Linked DNA regions of Mus musculus: region 2 is linked to region 1. Evidence: chromatin contacts called from public Hi-C data. All regions are on one chromosome and are shown on one strand. The core of a region is the stretch at or near the end of the contact, and the rest is flanking DNA. Distances in the headings are between cores, read along the strand shown.

Region 1 (6,095 bases), core at 1,464-3,963:
CAATATAAAATGCCAGGGCTGGAGAGACGACTCTGTGGGTAAAGTTTTGACCCCAGAATGCACATAAAAATACACAAATACTTGATAAAAACATTAATGACAGTAACTTTTATGGGGTTTGTTGTGGTGGTGCACATGTGAAATTCCAGCAATGGTAAGATGGGAGTTGGAGCTCAGCAAGCCCATGGGAGATCACTGGCAAGCTAGCCTAGGCTAGTTCCAGGCCAAAGAGGGACCCTGTCTCTGAAAATAAGAAGCAGCTAAGAACCGACAGCTACAGCTGTGTTTTTTGATCTCCAAGTGCATGGGCACCTCCGCCACATACATAGGGCTGGAGAGGTGACTCAGCAGTTAAGAGTTCTTACTGCACAATGATCCCAGTGCCCACCTAACACACCGTTCACATCTGTAACCTCAGCTCCAAGAGGGAATGGAGACAGGATTGCTGGCCATTGCTGAATTCTAGCCTAGAAGAGAAAATCTGAGTCCCAGGTTCAGGGAGAGACTCTGTCTCAAAGGAAGAGGTGGTGAGAGCAAGAGAGTATTTGATACCCTTTTCTGTCACACAAGCACGCGCGCGCACACACGCACACATACAAACACACACCACTTGCTAATAAATTTTGGTTATTAACTTTCTGGGACATAGGGTCTGCATGAGCAGCAGCTTGTGTCGCACAGCTAACTATAGGAGAGTTAGTTAGGAGCGTCATGGGCATGGAGACACAAACAGAGTGGATGTGGGATCTGGGACAGGATGCCACTGACACACTCCAGCCAGGAAGAGGGGCAGAAAGGGTGGGGTGAGGGGCCCTGCCAAGCCAGAGGTCACTAGAGTTGCCTGATGTGTCAGAGAATATTATTACCTTTCCCTTTCCTTAGTCTGTCCTGTGTGGAGCATCTCAGACTGTGCCCAGAGTCCATTGGAATCAGGCCTTGCCTCCAGGGAGTCTCTCTCTGTTCTGAGTCCTGACACAAAGTTAAGTCCACACAGCTTAGGATATCTGCTAAGCTCAGGGTGAGGGGTCATAACACCCTCCTAAAGTGACCATGCCATGCTTCTCTGCTCTGCACACCACCCTCCCAGTATTGGAAATTGAACCCAGGACCTTGTATTGTGTGTTTACAAACAAGCACCTTACCACTAAGCCAGATTGCTAACCCTTAAAAAAAAAGAAAAAAGAAAAAAAATTAGGACAGGGTCTTAAGTTGCTCAGACTAGCCTTGAACTCTGAAGGCCTAAAATATTTTATTTTTGAGACAGGGTTTCTGTATAGTCTTGGCCTGGTCTGCCTTCCCAGTGCTGAGATTCAAGGTGTGTATCACCCACCATATCCACCTAGCCTCGAACTTTTGATCCTTTCTCCTGTGAGCACCACGATGCCCCACGGTCTTTGCTGTCTACTCTCTTTAACTCGCCTAAAAGCACGCAAGAAGTCTACACCCTCCTCGCAGTCTCATGCCTTCATCTCCTCTCAATTCAGGAGCTTTCACAAATGGCTAAACTAAACTGGCTGACCTTCCTCTGCCCCCAAGCAGGGCCACGGGAGGTCCCTGTTGCGCACATGCGACTGCCGCTCGCTACCACACGGGGGCGCGGTGGCAAGCCACATCCCCCTAATGCCACTCAGAGGCCAGTCCCCGGTTGGATGCTTGGCTTCCCGTCTTGTTCAGGCTGAGGTGGCCTCTCCAGACCGAAATCAAGCACAGCTCCTAAAGCTCTCCCCGTCACCTGCAGCTCACGGATCCCTGATATGTCCCTCCCGGGGGCTGGTCCTGTATACCCGGAAATGTAGGCACACGGTCCACACTTTTTTCCTGTTTTTCTGTCTTCAGACCCCTCCAGGACCTAACCAAGGTCTCGGAGTAGTCAGAAACCGACCTTCTCTCGAGGTCTTCAGAGCCCCCACTCCCCAATCCCGAGGCTCTTTATCTAGTCAAGGAGAGCGCACATCTGGCCCTCCCATCCACTGCAGGCCTATCTGAGCGTCCCCCACGGGAACTGAAACTCGGAAGTGAGGAGCACTTTGCGCTTCCACCGGGTGAGAAGGCGGAGCACAGCCCAGCACATTCCTATGGACCATCACCCATACTCAGGATTATGGTTTTCCCGGGCCCAGGAACTCCTGCATCCTGCTAGGATCTTGTCCTCCGCCTCCGGGCGGACGCTGGCACACAGCGGGCGCAAGGCTTGCACCGACCTGCAATGAAGGCGCAGCGCGAGGACATTTGGGATTGACTAACTTTGGGGCGCTAAGGTTTCAGGGAGATGTTTGAGAACAGTCAGCGCAAGACGGGGATTGGAGGGCTGGGAAAGGGTTTTCAGAAGGTTTGCACGAGAAAGGAAGAGGCCTGGCACTGCACGCGGAGAGACAGTTGGCGAGGCCAAAGGGGCGGAGCCAGCGGACGGGATTTGCGCCGCCGCCTGGGCAGCTTGCGCCCAGGAAGCGAGGTTGCCAGGACAACGCGTTCTGGGCGGGGCGACTTCGGGGTGGAGTCTGAGCTCAAGAGAGGGTAGAAGGGGCGTGGCCTCAAAGTCTGAGCCAAAAGCCAGGTTGTGATTGGTGAATACTTATCGCTCTGGGCGGGAACGGCGTGGCGGCTGGGGCTGGGCCTCAAAGAGGGCGTGGCCGTGCGGGGGCGGGTCCTGAGAGCTAGGGCTGGAGGCGGAGACGTGGTTGGCGGGTCCGCGTGCCCGGGGCGGGGTCGAGCCAGCGGGGGCGGAGCCGAGCGGCGGGGGCGGTGCTGGTGAGCGCGGGGCCTGGGGCCGAGGCGGCGCGCAGCGCTGACAGCTAGTCGGTCGCAGCCTCCGGCCCCCTCTGCACCGGCGCCGACCACGAGCCATGAGCCCCGGGCTGCTGCTGCTCGGCAGCGCCGTCCTGCTCGCCTTCGGCCTCTGCTGCACCTTCGTGCATCGCGCTCGCAGCCGCTATGAGCACATCCCCGGGCCGCCGCGGCCCAGGTGAGCGGGGGGTGGGGGCGGGGGCCTGGCTGGGGCTCTCGATCGCGGGGTCTGGGGACCGCGTCAGAGCCAGCGCCCAGGACGGGGGTCCAGCCTCGTCTTGTACGCACGGCCAGCCCGGAGACGCAGGCCCGGAGAGGGGCGCTAACTATTCTTAGTAACAAATTACTCACAGCCGCAGCAGCTGCTGGGCGCCCACCGCGCTTGGCTGGGCCGCACAAATGTGTCGGCAGCTACAGTCCTGTCAGGTAAGCGCTGCTGTTACCCCATCGTTCAGACCTGCAGACTGAGGCGCACGCGGGGAAGTCACCTGCCAAGGTCACACAGTTGGTAAGCCTAGATTTAAACCCAGGTTAGGCTGCTTTCGAAGTGGACGCTGCTAACTTTAGGACTTGGACAGGGCCAACCTGTCCAAATACTGAACACTGTACTCCCGTCACGTTTTTCTGTTTCTGTGTTTCTGTCCTGGGACATTCCATTTGTCCTCAGTATTTCCATTCCGTTTTTGGCCACTTTACCAATGGCTCCCATCAAAAGCTTACCTTTCTTTTCCTTTTCTTTCTTATTCCTTTTCTCACCCCCCCCCCTTTTTTTTTGGAGACAAGGTTTCTCTTCAAAACCCTGGATGTTCTGGAACTCACTATAGACCAGGCTGACCTCAAAACTCACAGAGAGATCTGCCTGTCTCTGCCTCCTGAGTGCTGGGATTAAAGGCCTGTGCCACTATACCTGGCAAGAGCTTTTTGAAGCTTAGAGTAGATGTGTAATGAAAGTGTCCCAAGGGCTTCCCATCACTTCAGAGTTGAAAAATCCCGTTTCACATGAACCATACCACACAGCTAGCAAGCTACTACTAAGTTCACAGGCAACTTAGTACCTGTCCCCTCTTGCCCCCTTTGCATACTACGGTTGCCCTAAGCCTGCCTGTCCCCTACATCTCTCCATTGGCTCTCCCCATTCACCTTCTCTGGCCTGTGAGTGGTATTTTCTTGTTCTCATATCAAACAGGCTGTCCCAATCCCTCTATGTGAAGCCTGCCCAGCCCCGGTAATTTTAAGGCTACCCCTGGAGTCACCTTTTTTCCCACCTGTTGATTGCCCCATGCTAAAATGTGAGCCCAAATAGGGCAGAGATGTTGGGTTTGCTTGTGTCATACCTCCAGGGCCTGGCATGTTGCACTTAATTGCTCAATAAATAAATATCTGTTGAATGAATAAATAAATAAGCAAAGGTATTAGACACATTTCTTAAAGACCTCTGGATATGAACATTCTGGAAGGTACCATCTCCAGTACAGCAGCCTGAATTCCTGTTTGTGGACCCGAGTGACCCCTGTGGCTGGAGACATGGGGAGGCCACTCTTCTCTCCCTTGTGTCTCTGCCCTCCTTTTGACCTTGGGGGTCTCCCTTGGACACCCCCCCCCTTGCCTTGTTTAGCACTTACAACTTTCACTCCTCCTAAACAGGCCTTCTCCAGGACTGCATGGCTTGGCTTAAGGCTATGCTAACTCCTTAGGGAGGGGGCCCTTCTGTTGGACCTATAGCCCCTTAAGTCACCGTGCCACCTCTTGTTAAGTGTTTGTCTCAGTCACTGTGGTAGCCTTGATGTCTCTCCCAGCAGAATCTGGCACATGCACAAATTCCAAGTTGGATGGTGGAATTTCTAGGTTCTGTCTCCAAGCCATCCATCCACAGTTTAGAAGTGAGCAAGCATCTATTGTTCTGACAATGTCTTCTAAACCTATGGGCTTTGGACCTTTCAGACCTGATTGGAGAAGGCAGGGCTGCTCACTTTCTCTGAAAGGAAGGAAGGAAGGAAGAATAAAAAGACGAAAGAAAAGGATATAATGTGCATACTTTTAAAATCTACCCTTTGAAAGTGTTTAGCTGAGCTACAGAGTTGCATAACCATCAGCAGTAATTCTAGAACGTTTCTTTCACCCCCAAGAAGAAATCCTGTATCCATTGTCAAGAACGCCCTGTCTGCCTGCCCAGGCATCCCTAGCACTGGTCTGCATCTGTCTCCATGGGTGGCCTGTACTAGATACTTCATATGAATGGAGGCTTACAACCTGGAGCCCTTTGTGTCTGCCTTCTTTCACTTAGGACAATGTTTTAAGGGCCATCTGTCTTAGTTTGCTTCTACTGTTGCTATAATAAAACACCATGACCAAAGGGAATTTGGGGAGAAAGGGGTTTACTTCACTTTGCAGGCTACAGTTCATCATCTGGGGAAATCAAGGCAGGAACTTGGAAACAGGGACCTGGAAATGGGAACTGATGCAGAGGCCATGGAGGGTGCTGCTATCTGGCTTGCTCCCCATGGCCCACTCAGCCTGCTTTCTTATACAACCCAGAACCACCTGCGTAGGGATGGCACTGCCCACAGTGGGATGGGTCCTCCTGTATCAATTACTAATCAGGACTGCCTATAGGCCACTTTGTTGGAAGCATTTTCTCAATTGAGGTTCCTTCTTCTCAGAGGACCCTAGCTTGTGTTAGGTTGACAAAAACCAGACAAAAACAACCCTGAGTCTGTCTGTCCTGTGTTGTCATTCTCTCCATCTCTTACACCAGAGTCTGCCTGTGACTTCCAGGTGTGTTGAACAGTGTGAGGAGGCTCAGGTTCCTTAGTAGGTGAACTGAACAATACATAAATCCAGAGATTTGGATTTAAACTGGATTGGTGGTTAAATATAAAATGACTAAAGGAAAGTTCTGGAACATCTTCTAGCACAAATGAGAGGCCCTGGCGTTCAAAGCCCGGACTCATAAAACTGTGGTTGGTAGGAAGCCTATGTAACAGCATCAGTTCCTTCAGTGCTCTAGGGCTGTGCCAGCTTGCGAGCAAGGAGCCCTTTGCCTGCAAGGGGCAGCTGCTGCACCCCACCCTGGCCTCCATCCTCCTTCTCTGCAGGAGGCCCTCCCCCAATATGCCTTCTCTGCTTTAAGTTCAGCATCCTATTGCGTTGATCCATGCAATAGCTGAAGACTCAAGCCCCACATTCTGATCCTACACAAACACTTTCTGCTTCTTTATTCCTCTGTCTCTGCCGTAAACTTCATCAGCCCCTGCCCTCTTGGTCCTGTGCAGCATCAGCCCCTGCCCTCCTGGTCCTGTACAGCATCATCC
Region 2 (6,446 bases), core at 674-3,173, 60 kb after region 1:
TTGTGGGCCACAGAGCTTCCCATTAGGTATGCCTACTAAACCAGAGTCTGAGTGCCCCCTGCCCCTTAACTACCACACCAGGGCCTCTGTGTTCAACATCCTCTCCCTGGGCTTCAGTGGACTGATTTGTAAATGGGAAGGAAGCCGCAATTGGTAGTCTCTGAAGTGTTTCTGAAACCGGGCATGTGAAGCCACAGGGCATGAACAAGCTTGCTGCTGTCCAGGCACCCCTACATGGAGACATGACATCCCGGTAGCTTCATGGCAGGCAGCAGTGTCACCAGCTTGGCAGAGCCCCTGTCCCTCCACCCTGCCTTCTGCCACAGTGGCATGCGTGATCCTTGTGGGCCCTGTAGGTGGGCTCTGTCAGACTTCTAGGCGTGGCCTGCCTGGCTCCTTGTGCTGAGGACAAGGGGGTGAGGCAGTGGCTACAGGATGACCTCGGGGGTTCCCATTGGTGGCCTTGCATTTTTGCTTTGTGCTATGGACCTCTGTTTGACTGGAGTGTATTCAGGACAGAGGCGTGGGTGGGCATGGACTCACTCTTTCCTAGTCTTGTTCTGAGGCTGGGTGACTCAGCTTGGCATCTGCACGGTCACCACTGGCTGAGCCGCTGGCCAGTTGTGCAGTCCTTCAGCCCCCACAGCTTCAGTTTCCCTACCTTGTACTTGGGATATATAAAACTCCACAAGTTTCTGTAGAGCCTTCTCCAAGCCATGCAAATGAAGCCCAGTATATAAGAGGTGCTTCATCAAACCCCTGCATCCCCTGGGCCAGCAGGCACCTGCCTCTAGGCCTTCCCTGCATTGCAGGAGAGGACAGGTGGGAAAGAGCTGTAAACCTAACCGGCTGCAATCTCACTAATGGTTGATCTCTCTCTCCCGAGGAGGAGGAGGTCGGGCTTCCTGCACGGGGCCAGGAACAACAGGCTTTTGTCACTGTTCTTGCAGGAACAGGAGGGACAACACAAGCCAAGTCAGGTGTCCTTATCTTTCCTGGCAAAGCAGGGCCTCTGGGCCAGGTCCCTGCTGGCAGCCGAAGGGAGGCATGAATAATATAGAAAGGCTGGCACCAGAACCCCAGCCACCCTTTTGTGTTTTGAGCTGGGGAGGGGGGCGAAGCAGAGAGAGGCAGCCTTAGGTAGCCTGAGAGTCTGAGGTCCAGAGCAGCCAAGGGGTCCATAGTAGCTAAGGTGTCTGTACTGCGGGAGTTACTGTGAAGGCTACATTGTTACATCTCAAATCCTACAGGTAGTGTGTCCTTGGGCCTCATCCTTGGTTGGCTCCCAGAGTTGGTGCAATGCCCTGTGCACAGGAGATGCCTAGGGGTGGGTGTGAATTGGTCACTCCATTGCTAGCCTCCCGGGAGGCTGGGCTGGGAGCCAAGTGCACATATGATCACCTGTGAAGACCGGGTGGAAGTTGAGATGCTCAGCACAAGGGTATTGTAGCCACGAAGGAACAGACTCTAGAGTGCCACTGACCTGGGCAGTTACCCTCTGACAAGAGGCAGAATAAGGCACCAAGCCCCTCACCTCTTGCTCTGCACCCTGTCAGCTAGTCAGGGAGCTTTACAAAGCTCATCTTGACTCTGGGGTGGTTTCTAAGAAAATAGAATCAGGGAGTGGCGCTGTGCTGGGGACACCTCGGAGTCCCAAGGAACCTGTGAGCATGTGTGGGTCCTAGATTTGTATACCAAAGGTTCTTACCTATGCTGCCAGGAACAACACCCCCGATGCCATCAGGGCCTGGGAGAGAACACCGCACAGTGCTAAGCACGTCTGATGTAGGGGTTCAGGGGTGGAAGACTCAAGCAGTATAACTACACCAAAGAAGAAATCACAGGCTGCAAGGCCTGGCCTGGCCCTCCCTCACACAGACTTGTGGGAGATAGCAGGCTGACTGGCCAGGCCACTCCGTCCAGCCCCACTGTGAGTCACTGGCTGGCTGGAGGCCCAGGCAGAGGTTGAGGGAGGCCTGTGGCTGGACTTCCTGGGGTTAGCAGCTCATCATTGACCTCAGATTCCTGGTGGGTTTGTGGCCTCTGGGAATCAGGATGTAAGATCACAGAGTGGTTGGTCATGTAGTTTTAATCTGTGTAAAATTCTAAGCACATTTCTAAAGGGTGCCTGCTTTATTGGCCTTTCCAGATGAAGCCTAAAAGCTAAGACATTAAAGATGACTGGTCCAGGGCGCTTATTCAAATGTCATGTTGAAGCCAGGTGTAATACTATCTTAGTTTCAACTACCATGAGGGTGAACTAGGAAGACATCTTGACCCTTGGAATTCAAGACTGGCATGGGCAACAACGGCGAGGCCCTGTGTCAAAACAGTAATGACAAAAGGGTCATATTCTGGGCTGGAGAGTCTGTGTGCTCCCCTAATGTCAGCGATCTTCACTCTTAAGTGCCATTGGACACTTTATTTGGACACTAAAATATTGGACACTAAAAATAATTAAAATTTTTAATTTACCGTATGGTATGTGTGTGTGCGTACACTGGTGGGGATGCTATGGCCTGGAGCATGTGTGGAGATCAGAGACCAATCTAAAGGAGTCATTGCTTTCCACTCAGTGAATCCAGGGGATTGAACTCAGCTCATTAGCCTTCTCAGCAAGCACCTTCAGAGAGAGAATAAGCCCTCTCTGGCCCCTTTTGGATCTTTTATGGAAACTCTATTCCCCTTGCAAGTCACTTTCTCAAACCCCTACCAGAGTCTGAACTCCAAGAACACACAGGCAATGGCCATCCACGTTAGATACTTGTAGGCCCGTGCCCACGTGAGTGTGCAGGAAGATACTCACACACCCATCTTAGCTGCAGGATTTTCAGGGCCCTGTGTGAAGTGGGCATGTGCAGAATGCCACAGGATTGCACAACAGTGATTCTGAACCATCTAACCAGCTAGGGCCCGGGGCCCAGCACACACATGGCCACAAAACCACACCCGTGCATATATCCCGAATCCTCACAGACGAATGTCCCCACAGGACAGACACCCATGAACACACACTTATATGCGTATACACTGAAAATTCTCACACATGTTCAGAGGCAATGAGGCTTTTAAAATATTCCTTCACTGTGATAGGAAGTGTGCTGTTTAGCATTTAATGAGAAAAAAATATATATCAGAGTTGAATCACGTGTGAAACGCCTGCGGCGAGGAGCACCTGATGGAACAGTCTGTGAATCATTGTCTTGGGTTTCATGGGTAACGTTTTAATTGGGTTGTGACGAGTTTGGGAAAACTTTTAGGTTTCTTCCATTCGCAAATCCAAACTCAACTGGCACTAATGCTCCCAAAGTCCTGACGCTTCCTCAATAAAACGTGGACTTGCTTAAGAGGGTTTGTGAATGTTTGCCTACCAAAGAAGAAAGGACAGGATCGCTCCCTCTCCTCCGCCCCAGGAGCAGGAAGGAAACCTGGGCAAGCACAAGGGAGGGCCCATGCTAGGATCCACAGCATTCCTGTAAAATCCTGGCACAGTCACTGTCACTTCAGTGCTGGAGTGGGGGAGGGGGAGTGGATGCAGGCAGATGCCTGGCACACAGCTGCCCGGCCAGCCTAGCCAGTCAGTGAGCTCCAGTGTCAGTGAGAGCCTCTGTCTCAATAAACAAGGTGGAGAGCGGTTCAAGGAAGAAAACCCGTGCCTGTGCTCAGCTACTGTGCCCCGCTGCCTGGCACACAGTGGGGATATGGCAAATGATAACATTGCTATATTTCTTTAGAGCCTAGGGTCCTACTTACTATGAGATTCATATGTTTTCTAGGTCATTAAGAAAGGCAACCCTCCCTCCCCCTTTAAAACTCTGGCATTAGCCACGATGCACAGAGAGAGACTCACCCAGTCTCAGAAGCCCGTGGCAAGTACATCTTAGAGCCACAGTCATCTGGATGGAAAGGCTGAGGCCAGTAACCTCAGTCTGAATGCTGTGGGATCTGAGACTGAACAGTTTGTCTGTCTCCAGGCTCTGTGTCGCCATGAAGAGCATGGAATTTCACCCACCTTCATAGGGATTGCTTTGGGAGAAGAGACTCAGCATCCCCTAAAATGCTCTTCTTGAGCCCCAGTTTGGGCAACCTTAGGGTCCAGGGCCCACGGGGGTGGGGTGGGGGTGGGGGGGAAGGAAGGCTCATTCTTTGGCTCTCCCACATTTTAGCACAGGCAGGCACAGTTTGAGGGGTTTTCTTCAAAGTGAGTTTCAGAGCCCAGTAGTGATGTTGAGGACTGGAGGCCTCTCTGAGTCTTAGTCACACTCACAGTGACTCATTATGCGAGGAGCCTTCACAGAGGCAACTGGCCTTGGAAGGCAATGGGCTCATGAATATTCATAGACTGGCCCATCAATTATGCATTCCATGTCTTCTCTGGGAGAGGCTAAGCAGGGCTGAGTGATTTTTCGCCCCAGGCGACAGAAGGCTTGCTCACAAGCACATACATCCCTCCCTCCCATCACAATAGACTTGAGGGGCGTGTTAAGTCAGGCCAGAACTCTGGCTGTGGAGCCACTGGGCTTTCCTTGGCTGTGGCTACACTGATGGCCAATGGATACCAGTGGCTGTATTTGTTTAGGGAATAGGGCATCTGAGATGCTGAAGTCTCTTTCTTGATCTTACAGTCACCCCACAGGTCACAGCTGCCAACCAGATGTGTGTGTGTTTCACGTGTTCTCCAAACTAGAGCATCTCAGGTATAGGTGGCCAGGTGCTACAGAATCAGTGCTGGGCTTGGGGTCAGGGTAGGACCCCGATTCTAGCAGAACCATGAGGAAGAGATCAGCCAGTGCCTGTGTTAGGGAGAGGCGCCAACGGGAGAAGGGCCAGCATTGGCCTTCTCTCTTTCTCTGCCCTTTATGTGCACACCGATGGCACACGATCGGGCAGTGTTGGCTGGGTAGCATGCATGCTGGGGGCATGGCTCTCCTCAGTGGGCCTTCCTCTACCAGCTCAACTTTCTGGATTTCACTGATTCTGATGACTCTCTATTGGAGCCTAGTCCTGGATGGCAGGTCTCAATTCTTTATGTGTGTTCCCGGGTGACTTCAACACTGTTGCTGCTATGCACAGTCAGAGGTATGGACACTCACATCTCTTTTCATTCAACCCGCCCAGGAATCTAGAGAGAGAGACAGGGCATGGTACACATAAACTGGGCTGCACCCAGAGAGGGGACAACTGTCTTCCTTAGCAATCCAGCTTTGGCCTTCCTCTTCTGCAGCAGGGTTTGAGAAAGCTGCCTTCAGATGCAGTGTAAAGTGATGGATTAAGAGTTGTGGGCTGGGCTTAAACCATTCTATTGGGTTGGGGGTGGAGGGGGCATTCCGAATGTGAGTAACAAGCCAGGATCTCTCCAGACAATTAAGTGGGGAAAAGAAAAAATGAAAACAGTTACAGTCTTTGCACTTGGGAATCTCTCCATCAAAGGGCTCCTTCCTTCTTCCTTCCTTCACTGCCACAGCCACAGCCACATGTTGCTCAGTTGCTGCTGTGTTCAGGACTGTGGAACCTGAAGTCAAACAAGGTGGCTTTCTGCCTGCAACTCTCCGCCTCTGTCATGTCAGTCTTACTAAGCAGTCTGTTTGGAAGTCACTGTTCAGAGGGTGTGACTACCATCTCCCTCCTACCATCATTAGTTCTGTGTCTCCTTGGTAACCAATGACCACTATTGCCTGGTCCCTCCTCCCCCTGGCTTTAATAGAATTCAATAACCCTGCTCTCTTTAAGAGAACTTGAAAACAACCTGGCCATCTTCACCCCCAATCACATGTGAGAGTCACCAGTGCTAGTAAGGTCCTTTCTGGGACAGACGCCTGGGAGTGTGTCTCACTAACTTACTGCATGGCTGGGCAGCTAGGATGTAGGCCCATCCCATAGTTACTGAATTATGCTCAGTAAGTATAAACCCGGGGCTCGAACACTGCCAAGTCACTCAGCACCCTCCTGTGTGGGTTTGCTACCACAGAGCCAAGCAAAGCCTGACTCCAAAGAGTTCCCAGCAGGCAGGGAGAAAGAAAACAAGAAGCCCTAGACAAGGCCCGAAGCTCTGATCGGCACTAACAAGACTTTTCAGTGATTTCTTCCCACCTGATGCTCATTGAAGAGCTTTTCCAACTGCTATCTCACCTGAGCCTTTGGGCAGAGTCTCAGAGCAGCAGAGTTGGGACCTGACCATCTTCTTCTTTTCAGCTCCAAGCCAGTGTGGCTTCACTGACCTAAAAACCATTCACACAGGACATTCCCATGGTAGATCTTCGGTTGGTATTTGTCAGATATCTGGGGCTTGACAGACATCACAGTCTTGAATACCACTGAGGGAGGTGGGTGGATAGAGCAGTGTGGTAGGTGTCAAACACAGGCCGGGAGAGAGATCTCTGTGTGTCACTGGGCCCGGCTGCCCTTTATCTGCCGAAGCCAAGCTGCCCAGAGTGATTGCAGGATTG

What was found. A called contact is a pair of places that touch in the nucleus more often than the background predicts.
Region 2: a Hi-C map of muscle stem cells shows a contact between it and region 1, with 2.4 times the contacts expected there. The contact joins the enhancer-like site here to the promoter of Cyp46a1 in region 1. A contact is called at or near these places in 1 of 15 datasets of contacts at CTCF or cohesin (the NIH/3T3 cell line), 2 of 484 Hi-C or Micro-C datasets (both in muscle stem cells), 1 of 115 datasets of contacts at active chromatin or transcription factors (pancreatic cancer cells) and 1 of 9 other capture datasets (adipose tissue).

What each region holds. Positions count from the first base shown.
Region 1 is chr12:108,331,603-108,337,697 of GRCm38.p6, forward strand. Cyp46a1 (cytochrome P450, family 46, subfamily a, polypeptide 1) reads left to right here and starts at 2,714. Exons shown (of 15, transcript NM_010010.2): 1 at 2,714-2,962. The coding sequence starts at 2,844.
Region 2 is chr12:108,391,923-108,398,368 of GRCm38.p6, forward strand. It overlaps a transcript of Eml1 not described here. Among named protein-coding and RNA genes, the nearest start is that of Eml1, 28 kb to the right of the region's middle. Within about 2 kb of position 1,924, at least 129 of the 459 cell types and tissues checked have an H3K27ac peak or open chromatin away from gene starts, as enhancers often do. A contact at or near this core is called in the NIH/3T3 cell line, adipose tissue, muscle stem cells and 1 more, where this site is marked.